Linked DNA regions of Gasterosteus aculeatus: region 2 is linked to region 1. The links are chromatin contacts, called in public Hi-C maps. All regions are on one chromosome and are shown on one strand. Each heading gives the region's core, a stretch centred on a gene start, on an enhancer-like site or on the middle of the called end of the contact. The rest is flanking DNA. Distances are from core to core; before and after follow the strand shown.

Region 1 (6,552 bases), core at 126-2,625:
TATCTCTGCCTTTTCCTTCTCTCCACATCACTATGTTGTTCTCTTTACTTAAAAGGGGCGGAAATGAACCGCAATGTTGTATGGGAATTAGTTCCTGTTTATAACTGTGCGGGTTGAACCAGATGCTGAAGCCTGGCAAAGTTATTTTGTTTTAATAGAGTTGAGGGATTTTAGATTTCCCATCAGGGTAACTTTCAATGTTGTTGAAGGCACACAAATCCAACTCTCCGCTTGGTCAGTGCCCAAGGACCAACACAGGATCACCCAGGTGACTGCTGTTCCTGTCCTGCGTTAACTTGCGTCGGTTTTGTGACAAGTTTACTTATTTTACATACCACACAAGTAATACCATGCTATTTGATCATATTTAGTGTAAGAAAACCTACATTGAAAATCTACTTTTTAAAGAATATATGGATAATAACAAACAGATACTGTAATTTTAATGTTGGAACATGGGATCATAGTCATAGTTTGACGTGTATGGCTACTGAGTAAGCAGTAGTATTTGGCGAGTAGGGTGCTGACAAATCATGGTTTAAAGTCTTTAGAGATTTGTCGTGGACCACGACACTATTTAGAGGCAACTTGAATTATGACTTTTCACTGCCAGGAGCAGGAGTCAACGAGGTGGATGGTTTTGAATGTTTGCAAACCCAACCATGTAATCAGATGTTAGTATACTAACTAGGTCTTTAGTCAGTTTGTGACAGGGTATACATCACATTGGATTAAACACAACCCAAATCACATCGACATTCTGTGTTTTACAGCCATAAATCCTTCACATACATATGCTCAATCGGGCCTTTTTACTCGTCTCATTCCAGCTTCGTGTGATGTCTTAAGGACATAGTGGCAAACATACCTGTAAAATTGGTCCTAAAAAACATTCAGCGTAACATATTCTACTAATTGAGACAAATGAGAAATGTTCTACTGTTGGACATATGGTGGCTTCAACACTTCATTTCATTCCCCAGTCGCGGTGGTTGGTTTTACGACCAACACCTCGCTAAGTGTTCGCAGATGTTAGTGGAGTTGGCAGACGTTACTGTCCCTACCGAACGCCATCTAGCAACCCGAGGAGCTCCAAAGCTTTACTTGGACACCAGCACAGGTAGACGGGAGAAAAACACTTCTAATATGTTGTGTGGAGGGTTAATAGAGGAATACAATATCAACCAGAGTTCCTCAGTGTTGGTTGCTCGCTTTTTTTCCACCCTCGGTTTCACTCCACCCCTCTCTTCCTCTCCCTTCCTGTCTCTCTCTTAACAAGTTACTAAAAAACATGTGTTTCCAAAAAGGCACTGGGGGGGGGGAGGAAAACAACTCTCCACTATAAATGCTAAAACCAATGCCTCAAGCAAAAAGGGCACACATCATGAGAGGACATTAATTTCCTACAAGATGAGTGGGAGGAAATGTGAACAATATGTTATTTTCACCTGTCTTTTATGTGGGGAACTTAAAGTGAATCGCGCGCGCGCGTGCGCACGAGCGAGCGAGCGAGATAGACAGAGAGAGAGCCGTGCCAGCACAGAGAGGCACGGAGACGCGACAGAGAGCATCAAGGCAAACTCCTCTCGCATTAACTCAATAAAACAGGGAAACGCGAGGAGAAAACGACATCTACCTCAGCAATAAGACATCGGAAGAGGTATTTTTTCTGCACGGACATAAAATGAAAGGGTTATCTGGCTGCATTTGGGATTTGGAGTCTTTTATTGCACCTCTGCGACTTTGACACAATAGTTGCGCCGTATCACTAGGAGTTGGTCTGTTGGGGAGGAATTTCAGGCAATACGAAACCAAACTCCGGTTGGACCTCTAGCAACATTGGAAAAAAAGCCACAGTAAGTATTTCACCGCGTAATGCTCATTGAACGAATCTTTATAAATGAACAAACAATTTGTTTTGCCCTTTTTCTCTGGGTCACTTAAAGCGCGTCTCCAAGCGCACGCACGGGTGTGTGGGCATCTTTATATAATCATAAGTTTACCTGCCACGTAGACGCGGCTAGAAAGCGATCGAGATATAAGACTTTGATGGTATTAGCAGATGCCTGAAAATGCGCCGTGCGCGCCGTTACTTGCAGGGGAGACGCTCGGTTGTGCGCACGGGCTGTAAAGATGTAGCCTACTTGGTAGCACAGAGCTGGGCTCTTTCATCAAACTCTGCGATTTGAACAAAATTTGTGGGAGGGAGAGCGCGGATGAAAACAAACCAAAGCGGGTACCGGGTCTGGGAGTAAACAGTTGTTTGCCGTGTTGATTTTCCACGCAGTCAAGAGGGGGCTATTGAAATTTAATTGATTTTGTTTTCTTCATTGAGCCTCTCTCTTTTAATAAAACACCATTGGTAAGAAAATAAAAGTCCAAAAGGCAATGCTTAGGGTGTAGGCCAAAGTGTAGCTTGTAGATTGAGGTAATTGAACATCATGAAGAGGCCCAGTGAACATCTCTTGCGGGTGTTGGCATCTTCCGAAGTAAAGGCCTTCATGTTGTCTACTACCGACAGAAGTCGATACTCCAAGCTGTGCTGTGGCCCCTGGCCTCAGTGCCAGAGCGTCATTTGTATTTATTGCATGACTTAAATTCTCTGTGAACTCTGTTAAAAGATTGCAAAACTGATTATGGGGGTTTGGTCCTGACACCAAAACCTGATCAGTCCTTCCAGATGTCTGACTCTCAGGCAGAAGAATATTAATCTGACGCTGCTACCAGAATGGAGATTAAGAATGGATGTGGCTGTGTGCTTATTGCCCTCCATTGACAGACCACAAAAAGACATCTTTTTCTTTCGAATATCAATATTTCAATCATGATTGAACAATCTGTCATTGATGATCATTTCTGTCATCTGTGGCCATACTTCCTGTTGTTTTTGCAGGAGGAGACCTCATGGCTCTTACAAAAAGTGGATTTAGTCTTTCATCTGAATGGTACCTAAAAAGATTATCAACTCAGTTTAGCATTTACAAGAGTGAAATTGCATTTCTGTTCTTCTTGAGCGACTCCTTACAGGTCTGTTCAAAATTATGACTCAGCCTGCGTGGCAGTCTGTTGACCTTATGGCTATGCAGTTAGTGATCATTTGTCCTTTAGAGGATCAATTTGATGGAATTGGAGGGAAAAGGAGTCAGCAAAAGTATTCAGAACACCTTTACCTGAATTTCAAGCCAAATTATTTCTGCATTTATGAGATGCGTCTAAGAAAGAATGTTTCTAAACCATCCATTTTTTAACTGACCATTGAATGTAGAAAAAAGAAGTACGCTATTTGCTCCCTGCATGGTGTCCTTGCCCTTTGATCTAACCCAATTAATGCTGAACCAAGACTCAAATGGTTTGCGTTAGTGTATGTCTGTGAGTGTTTATTTGTGGATTCCCAAGAGATGGTGAGAAGACCTTTTACCTGCCTCCCATCGCCAGGAACCTCAGGGGGTCTTTGAAGGTTCAGAGGAGGGTGAGAACCTTTTACAGTTGTGTAGATTGATTAGCTTTGAAGCTGTTTTTAATTATAGAACCCACATTCTCTGAGTAACATCTCACAACAAGTCACATTGGCACACTTAATACTTTGCAATATTTTCCAGATTGGAATATGGGAACTTTTTAACATTGTTACTTTGACTTTAAGAGCCTCTGTGGAATTTGTATGCTGACTTTAAACCAGGCTGTGACACATCCAACAGCTACAGTCAGAAGGTCAGATAAGGCAACTAAAGAGTCTTTAGCATTGTCAGACAATTTGGCTTCTCCTCTTCAACATGATGAATAATAAATACTTGTTATCACACAATCTTTTAGAACTAGGGCTGCAGCACCCTGGCGTCCTGACCTATTTGTTTATTTAACCGAGGCCAGTTGTGTTGCTTACAGATTTCAATCCAGTCATTCTTACAAATTTGATGAAAAACTGTGAAGTTAAATCTAAAAGAGAATCTGGCATCCAATGTTTTAAGATGGATGGGTTTGGACACATAAGCCTCCATTCTATAAACAAAACAAGCTAAAAACATGACCGTTTTACACATGTTCTAATAGTATAAATATAATACAATGCATATGATGCAGTGACACTTTAAGGGCAACAGGAGACCTACTGTATCAATGGACACGACAAATATCAAAATGGACACAACAGGAAAAGGATTACACAGAAAAACATTTGGAACAGCCTTCAGAGCTATCCAATAATAATCCAAAAAGTTTCCCTTTCCCTATGAATGCCTTTGCAAACTGCAAGAGCTACTGGCTTGGTACCAGAAAGGTTAATCTCCTGTCCTCCTCCTAAAGACATCTCAATGGTTAATCATATCGTGTCACCCTGCATATGAATTACTGAATTGTTGTGGAGCTCGGTGGTTTCCTTAGTAATCAGGGAGGTAGCACCGGCTATTAGTCCCGGTCGATAGACTTGACAGGATTGAAAAATCACACTCATCTGAAAGTTGTTTCACGACGAGTTGTTGTAAAGCTTTTTTGAAAAAAGGGATAAGCTGATGCTTCTGACATCTGACCTTCTCGGTCAAACTAAGCAAAACTCCCCCCCTGCAGAGACTTATCGTCTCCCCTGAAGATGACTGTTTTATGTTTCCCCACTTGAGCTCTGACATCCGTCAAAAGAGAAGTCCTTGAAACATCTGTGTTGTGATTATCGAAGGAATGACCCCACCCCTATCCACTGTCCTGCATTCCACCCATTCTTTCTGCCAACGTCCAGATTGTTTCCACATTCATGCAGGTAACAAGAGTTTTGTGAGCCGTTGTGGACAAAAGAAATTTTCCTGAAGTTCATGAGAGCAAGGAAATAATTTAAGAGAATAAGACAACAGCTATAAGAATATTGGAGATGCAGCAAATAGTTAATTAATTAAAGATTAGAAGAGTGTTCTTAAACATTTTCTCAGAGACAGTGGGATCCTACTTGTGGCACTGGCACGCAATGGAAAATCTGTGGCGGTCATCACAACAACGAGCTGAGTGGGCGAGCCACATCTGGAGAGAATGGCCGTTGTTTGTACGACAGGTCTGTGCCGGAAATCAGCTTTATGATTTTAGTTGAGACTTTTGAGTCGGCAGTGCCATGGGGTTTGTTGGGGAACCACAACGATCAGTCCATTAGCTCCATTTGAAAACAATAACAGACTATAAAGCTAAAATCCCACACCAGAAACTTTTAGTTGACATTCTTAGAAAAGCGTCATTTTCTGCGATATCAAATACCTCTAGGTGGTAACTAATGCGTATCTTTCTTTGTTTATATAATTTCACATTGGGCCGTAATTAAAATTGCTTTTAATAGGATTGCTGTGACATTCAGACTTATCAATTGTGTACCTTAGTATGATTGTAGAGTTTCCTGGATGTCTGACACTTGCTGCAGATGTAAATGTTTTCTTCAAACTCATCTGTCATTTCCTCTTCGTTTTGGCTAATGTAAAAACAAAACTGTGATTTTCACAGGAAGCCTTACATGTCACACTGTTGTGTTGGAAGTCACCACTGACCTTGTGCGGGTGATACTAGAAGAATGCATTTTTGTTGCGATTATTGCACAAACATTTATTGCGGTCCAGGGACGTCGCCGTGCGCTTCTCTCAGCCAAAGAGGCGAGCGAGCAGTCCGGAGGAACCGACAGTAGTTCTGGGGTCCGTTTCAAGTAGGAGGTTTAACAAACCCTGAGTCAAACCCTAAACTCTGATTCGATTTACCCTGAGATGGAAAACTGAGTTTTCGGTTTCAGAACAGCTGTTTAAAGTTGGTTCAATCAACTCGGAGCAGGTTGACTCAGAGTTGAGCGCGTGCACCACCACAGTATGAAGGCAGGACGAATGGAGCCATGATACTACGATTTACCATGGCAACAACCCAACAATCGGTCGGCATACTTCACCCCTATTGAGCTGCAAATATTAATGCAAGCATACGGCCAGTGTGAACCTGTAATTAGACAAAAAAAGCAACACCGCTACAGCAGCAAAAGACAGAGAAACGGCGTGGGAGAAAATTGCTGTAAGTTCCAATATAGTGTTGTCAGTTAATGTACACACTAATCATAATCCATATGTTTTACTAATTCCCAGTGCGAAAGTGAGATTTTTTACACTCTGTTAGAATGCACTACACACAGGCTTGAAATGCACACCCATGCTCATATTGAATCACAAGAACAATATCGCTGGTAAAACTGGTACAATGGTATTGAACCTATAATGTGTTTTATTTAGGTGCATCCTGTGGAACTCTTCTTCAATGGCTCTCACTGGTTTGTGTCCAGGGAACAAAAACATTTAAAAGACGTTTTCAGAGCGAGGCACACATCTCTCGTGGCTCTGACAGTAGCTTACTATATATTATGTTGTAAAGGAAACTGCCCTTTGCAGAAAAACGTAATACTACACAAAGAATCTGCTCGGACGTGAGAGCATGTCCATGATGGGGGACGTCACTTATAGGTCAGGACAGGTGAGGTTATGTACATATTTGATGGACTGTGAAGAAAAACGATACTGTTCAAACAAGTAGTTATCTAGAAATGACAAT
Region 2 (6,160 bases), core at 2,362-4,861, 67 kb after region 1:
TCGTAGTTCCTTCTGTACCCTGGTCCTGACACCTGCCGTGGCCCTGCTGACGCCTGCTGCTGCCATCATCATCATCATTATTATTTTAGATATTAATCATATTACTGTACTCGTAAACCAACATTACCCTCTCCTAAAGTCTCTGTGCTCTCCCTCCCCACAGGCTTCTGTGGATGGTGGTTCTATCTGATGGTGGTTGCCCCTGCAGTGGTCCTGCTGTGCGCCTGGCTTACTACTCACAATTACTTGAATCATTTCTGTCATAGGAATTGCATGTATTATACATTGTTCATTCTGTACACATGGCATCCATTGTAGTCTGTCCATCCCGAGAGTGGGATCCCTCCTCTGACGTTCTCCCTAAGGTTTCTTCCCTTTTTTTCCCTCTTGTAAGGGTTTTTTCATTTTTTGGGGAGTTTTTCCTGTGCCGATGGTGGGTTTCGGGACAGAGGATGTTGTATGTGTACAGACTGTAAACCCCTCTGAGGCAAATTTGTAATTTGCGATTTTGGGCTATACAAAATAAAATGAATTGAATTGAATTGAATTCTGTTAGATGGGTGAGTCTTCTGATGAGAAAGCCAAAAATTTAAACAGAACAGAAGACGGCAAAAAACCAAACCTGGTTCAATGCTGGTCTCCCCACACCGGGGCACAGCGCAGTACTCCCAGCGGATGTTGGGATTGGAGGTGTAACACCACGGCTTGTCGCTGATTCCTCCAGGGTTTCGACAGTAGTTGGCTGAGTTCTTCAACTCTGGAATAACGTCGACGGATAGGCGGTGCTCGTGGGGAACCTACAGAGTGGGACAGTAGCTCTATTCAGACAAAGCCATATGTACTACGCAGCATACTGTAGAACTACCTATGAAGGGAACAATGAGTCCTTTGCGTCCTTTCAGATAACACCAGATGGAAAAGGATTCCAGGTGCAATGCAAACAAAACAAACCCGCAGCCTTTTCACTAGTCCTCTGTGGTTTCTCCTGAGGCTTTCCTTGCCTTTGCTGCACTGGGTAGAAAACCAGGGGCGGGGGTGACGCTGTCTGGTGACAAATAACTTAATACATTTTTCATGGCCCTGATTAGGTCCCACATTAAGGTTCCTGTCTGCAGAAGGTATAATATGTAGGATACTTTAGGGGTTGTATAGTTGTTTCTGAAACATTAGATTACCAACTCAAATACTGAACATCTGGTGTCTTTGGGTGCCATACGCCTTAGTCATAAAAATACCAGTGGTCTAACCTATGCCAAAAGATATGAAGTTATGAGCTGAAAGGGCTCGTTTCAACAAGCACTGAGTAAAGCAAAATGCTCACATGGTTGACTATTAGTGCCAGGAATGTTAGAAATGGCAAATCCATATGACGAGAGGTGTCATTTTGTCATCCAAATACACATTTCTGATTGGGGCACTAAAGGCTGGCAAAGAAAACAATTGTTTGTATGTGCAAAAAGTACTTGGTTCACTTAAAACATTTGATATATAAAGGAACATTTGTGTCAATAGTTAAAATGTACCAACATTTACTCTTTGTAGGAGATGGGGTTCTTCAGTGTCAAACCGTCCAACCTCCCACGTGAAGAGGACTAGTGGCACTTTATTGATAACGCGCTAGGCTACTAGGGCTGTTGCTTTTAAGAAGAACCAAAAGAATATAAAAATGATAAATCATGTTGCTTTTCTGGTGATAACCAAAACTTGCTTAAAAACAACAGTGTCAACAAAAGTGTCATAGGACTCAAACAGAGCTATGGTCATCAAATAGTATCACATTTACAACAAAATACTAAATAGGATATGTGTAGAAAAGTTATGGGAAAAAAAGCCGAACAAATCACCTTGTTGGTATGACGTTATAGTGAGTAAACACTGTTGATGAACATCCACCTAACTGGGACTCAAGTGCCATGTCTTATCTTTTCATCTATCAAATATATAATGTATAATCATTTATTTATCAGTGGAGTTTCCCCACAGTCAGACTGAATCAAACTTTTGCTGTAGTATTTCTCCATGACTATTTCTCCGTGACATCATCCATATGTGTCGAGTATGTGCTGACCATGTGATTTTACTTCAAGGGGAAACATGATATCTTCTGGCTCATTTCCTAACGGACTCACATGTGAAGAATATCTTTCACTACAAAAAATATTTGCTTAACAACATCTGCTCTGTGATGCGAAGAAGGTAAATGATGACTTTAGAAAGAGCCACCGCTGACTGATTAGTGTTTAGAGAAGAAAACAACACTCAACGTGTATTAGTAACAGCTGCTCTTCCTCTGATGGACCAGTTTGGCAGGTAAAAGCTACATTGAGCTTCAGCTGTGAATTAGAGATGTGTATTGTAAGAGAGAAACTTTTCAAATCAAAAGTTGGTGGAATTAATTCCAGAGCAGTCCCTTTAGTTTCAGGGTACGGCATTTTGGCAATCTGCTCTGAGTCCGTCAGAAATGTGGGACCCGACAATACCCCAATCATGCTATATCCTGTAATCATACAGGAACTTAATCAAAACTGTCCCTTGTTATGTGTCCCATCCACCCTTCTGATTTATGTGTGGCCGGCACCTCGTGTCAAATAATAACAGTGTGTTCCTGGAAGTACAACATGTTCCAATTGTTAGCTGATGTCATTTTCTCAAATAAAGTTAGAGCCTGACTTTAATCCAGACCAGTGTCCCAAATCTTTTCAACTGGGCCAATTCAAACAACATTTTGTTTGGCACTATAAGCCACAATATTACATACAAATATGTACACCAAAATATCGTATTATTATAATTATTATCGTATTATATCATATCAATATGAAGTTCAACTCTCTCAATCAAAACCAACAAACACATTTACAAATGAAATGCGTAACCCTTGTGCTTCATGTACCAGGGATGAGCCAAACCACACATGATATTGGAAATTCCCAGTTCAGTAACCATCCTACCATACCATCTATCTTCCACAAGCAGCCATGACCTATCCATTAAGTCGTATCCATAATCATTTAAAATATAACTTTTTTTGTGCTTGGGCTTGTCTCCAGTTGACTCAGAACATGTTGAGGGCTAAGAAGTGTCAGCTTTCCTTTGAGCTCTGTTCACCACACTACTTTTTGTTGAGCGACCTCTTGAAAAACTTTTGCTGTGTTATCGTGACAAGCTGTCCAGGCGTTGTTGCTGTGAGTTGTCATGTCATTTTGGTATCTAAAATAGTTTTGCTTCTGTTTTCATACGTTGAAAAAGTAAAACGTGTGAGCAAATGGTGTGGACACATTGGTACCATGAAGCTCCCCTTAGTTACATAGAAAATGTTCCCAGTTGCTGTTAGTATTTGGTTTAAAGAGCTGCTTTGGCTGACATTTTAGGGCTCCAAGCTCTCATTTTACATAGTAATATATATAAATATATGCAAACTGGAAGTGGAGAGAAAAAAGAGACAGTGGACAGAAAATACATTAAAATCTGCCACCCCATTAATGGGAAAACTTTCTTTCAGTATCACCTTTAAGTCTGTCTGTGAGCCAGTGAACCATGTTAGAGTGAGTGTGTGTTAGCAATGGGGTCTGTGCAGCATATGCGTGTGAAAACTAATTGCTTCCAGAGGCAGGATGTGACATGATGAGCCCCTCCCCTCTTTCTGCTGGCCTGGTGCACACACACACACACACACACATACACTGCACAGGAGACTAGTAGGAGCTCACACTCAAAGACTCTCGCAGAGCAAAGCCGTAAAAACATTAAGAGGATTTTGGGCCACAGGGAGTGTGTGTTTGTGTGTGTTTTGTGCTTTTATATGTTTTTCTGTCTGTGGTTAGAGATCAGAAATATCCACAGAGTATCACAGAGTCTGGGCTTTAAACATGTGACTCAGAGACACTACTACATTTCCATAAGCAGATGATAGAATATTTCAACGCATCCTTATGCAACCAATCATATGTGACGTGACAAAAAGTTGACTTTTCCTACAAAAATAAGCAACACGTGTCAGTTTCTGATTCTTACATCAATGTAATCTTTTCAAAATACAGTGACGTCTGCACAGGAGACAACTCAGTTATGTTTATACAAAAAAAATCGTTGTACATTTTCCTTTATACGCATATACGCTTTGACAGTGAAAGCAACCTGGCAATCATAGTAAACCCGCCCTATACTTCGTATACTCAGCCTTATGAACGGACTATTTGAACGGACAATAATTTACTAAATTACCATCTGCTGTATTAAACCAGACTTGGAACTAGCAATATAAACCATAAACCCATTTTACAATGGTTACTGAGGGAATAAATCAGGTGGGAAGTAGATTTATTTTTTTACAGACATATGTCCAAGACACAATAGACACCTGGTGGTCAGTGCGGAGAGTGCAGGTTTAAGACCTCATCAGAATTTGAGGTTCACACATGCACACATATCCACATCCATAAGCCACATACCTGTTGGCTCCATGACTGACATGGCACCCCGGACCTGGTCACATTGGCGGTGCCTTGGTAGAAACGGCCCTTTTCACTGAAGCACGCTGCTGTTGACACCAAACAGAATTTCTTCAGAATTAACACTACCTAATGACTGCATGAGTTTGATTGAGGTTTGGGATCCACTTTAAATGCTTCTCCACTTACTTGTGATTTGATCTTTCTTGATGTCTGAAATGCAGAAAAGAGCAAATAAGAAAAACAAATAATTTTGAGTAGAAGTACAGCTGTCCCGCAATTTGAAAGTCATTTTCAGTACAGTTCCAATTATATTACAGCGCAAACATACCCACTATTACACCTCACCTGGCATCGCACACACAACGCTGGATTTGTGTATTTTGGCTGGGCTGGGTCAGACCCTATTAATGACCTCATAAGTATCAGCGACCTGTAGTTTAGTATGCCAGGCTTTACTTTGGTTAACTGCAGCCGGCCAACTCCTGCTTTTCTTTGACGCAACACTCTTTTGACGCAACGTTTCTTTTGCAAGAGTGTTTTTGCTCAAGTGGTTTGGTAATTAATTATCACACAACACTAGCAGCTTGTGGCAAATCAATTTAGTTCAATTTTTTTATTTATTTTAATTTATTATTTACTCTTATTTGTAACTCCTTTTCCAACGTGCTCCTCAGTAGAGTAGAGAGTTCTTCATTTTTAGGATTATTTGCTTTGAGTGGGGGAACTCAAAGCTGTCTCAGTAAGGCTTACCTACAAAAGGGACATGTGTGCAGGCGTCAGAATCTGCGTGAAGGCTCGGTAGGGCCTGACAATTGGGGAGGAGTGAGGTGGAAGCCGAGCTGAAGAAGCCAGATTGAACAGAACTGCTGCCCTCGAGCACCAACCACTCCTTGTAGCAGTACAGCTCCTTCACTGCCAGGCAGTGTTCTCTGTTGAGTTGAAGGAGCCAAAACAAATAGAGGAAGTATCAACTTCGTTCATTCAGTGATCCATTGATTGTTGTACAAACGGACAGAAGGAGACCAATTCATTACCGGCAGACGGGTTTGGGAGCCGGTCCTGACCCCGAGGGGTTGCAGTCGGGGAAGGAGGCGTGGCAGAGCAACGCGCGCGCCGCCGGGCTGCACAACGTGCTGAGGCCCTCCAGCTCCGTCCACCAGCTCTGGACCAGGTACTCCTGCATGTCCTCGGGGTCTGAGAGGGAGGAGTTAAAGAAGACTAGGAGGTCGTCCTGCAGGACGGTGCGGCACTCGTCTCCGCGGTACGCACTGCAGTAGCCTGTGACGCCCTTGTAGAGTCTGCGGGGAAGAAGACATTTTCAGATTGAAGACCCACGCAGAAGACGGTTGCTGCATGTGTTCTGTCAACAAGTCTACAAAACTGGACAAAATCAATGTATCTAAACCACATCTGGGTAAAAGTCACGTGACCATGCATGGACTGGAATGGAAGAAAAAAAACAAACTTGGGGGAAAAGCATTAGGTGAAAGATTCTCTGAACTATGGCGCAGTTAGTTCATTTCTATTGAGTATTGTAGTGTTACCCAAATGATTTTTCACGACTACTTGCTATTCCTTTAAGTGTGAGTACTGGAAGTGGAAAAGTGTCTTGGTAATGGACACTTACATAAGTCACCGTATGTCAAAGTGCTATCTGCACCAATTTCTCATTTCTGTAGGTGGGAATTTTACAAAATCAGAAAGAA

Evidence for each region. A called contact is a pair of places that touch in the nucleus more often than the background predicts.
Region 2: a Hi-C map of skeletal muscle shows a contact between it and region 1, with 7 times the contacts expected there. The contact joins the enhancer-like site here to the promoter of lpar1 in region 1. A contact is called at or near these places in 2 of 6 Hi-C or Micro-C datasets (skeletal muscle and tail fin).

The regions. Positions count from the first base shown.
Region 1 is chr14:14,333,273-14,339,824 of fGasAcu3.hap1.1, forward strand. It overlaps lpar1 (lysophosphatidic acid receptor 1), which reads left to right and starts at 1,376. Exons shown (of 4, transcript XM_078088269.1): 1 at 1,376-1,660.
Region 2 is chr14:14,397,975-14,404,134 of fGasAcu3.hap1.1, forward strand. It overlaps musk (muscle, skeletal, receptor tyrosine kinase), which reads right to left. Exons shown (of 17, transcript XM_040198219.2): 9 at 5,489-5,752; 10 at 5,205-5,383; 11 at 4,641-4,664; 12 at 4,452-4,540; 13 at 623-797. Among protein-coding and RNA genes, the nearest start is that of musk, 12 kb to the right of the region's middle. Within about 2 kb of position 3,612, at least 4 of the 9 cell types and tissues checked have open chromatin away from gene starts, as enhancers often do.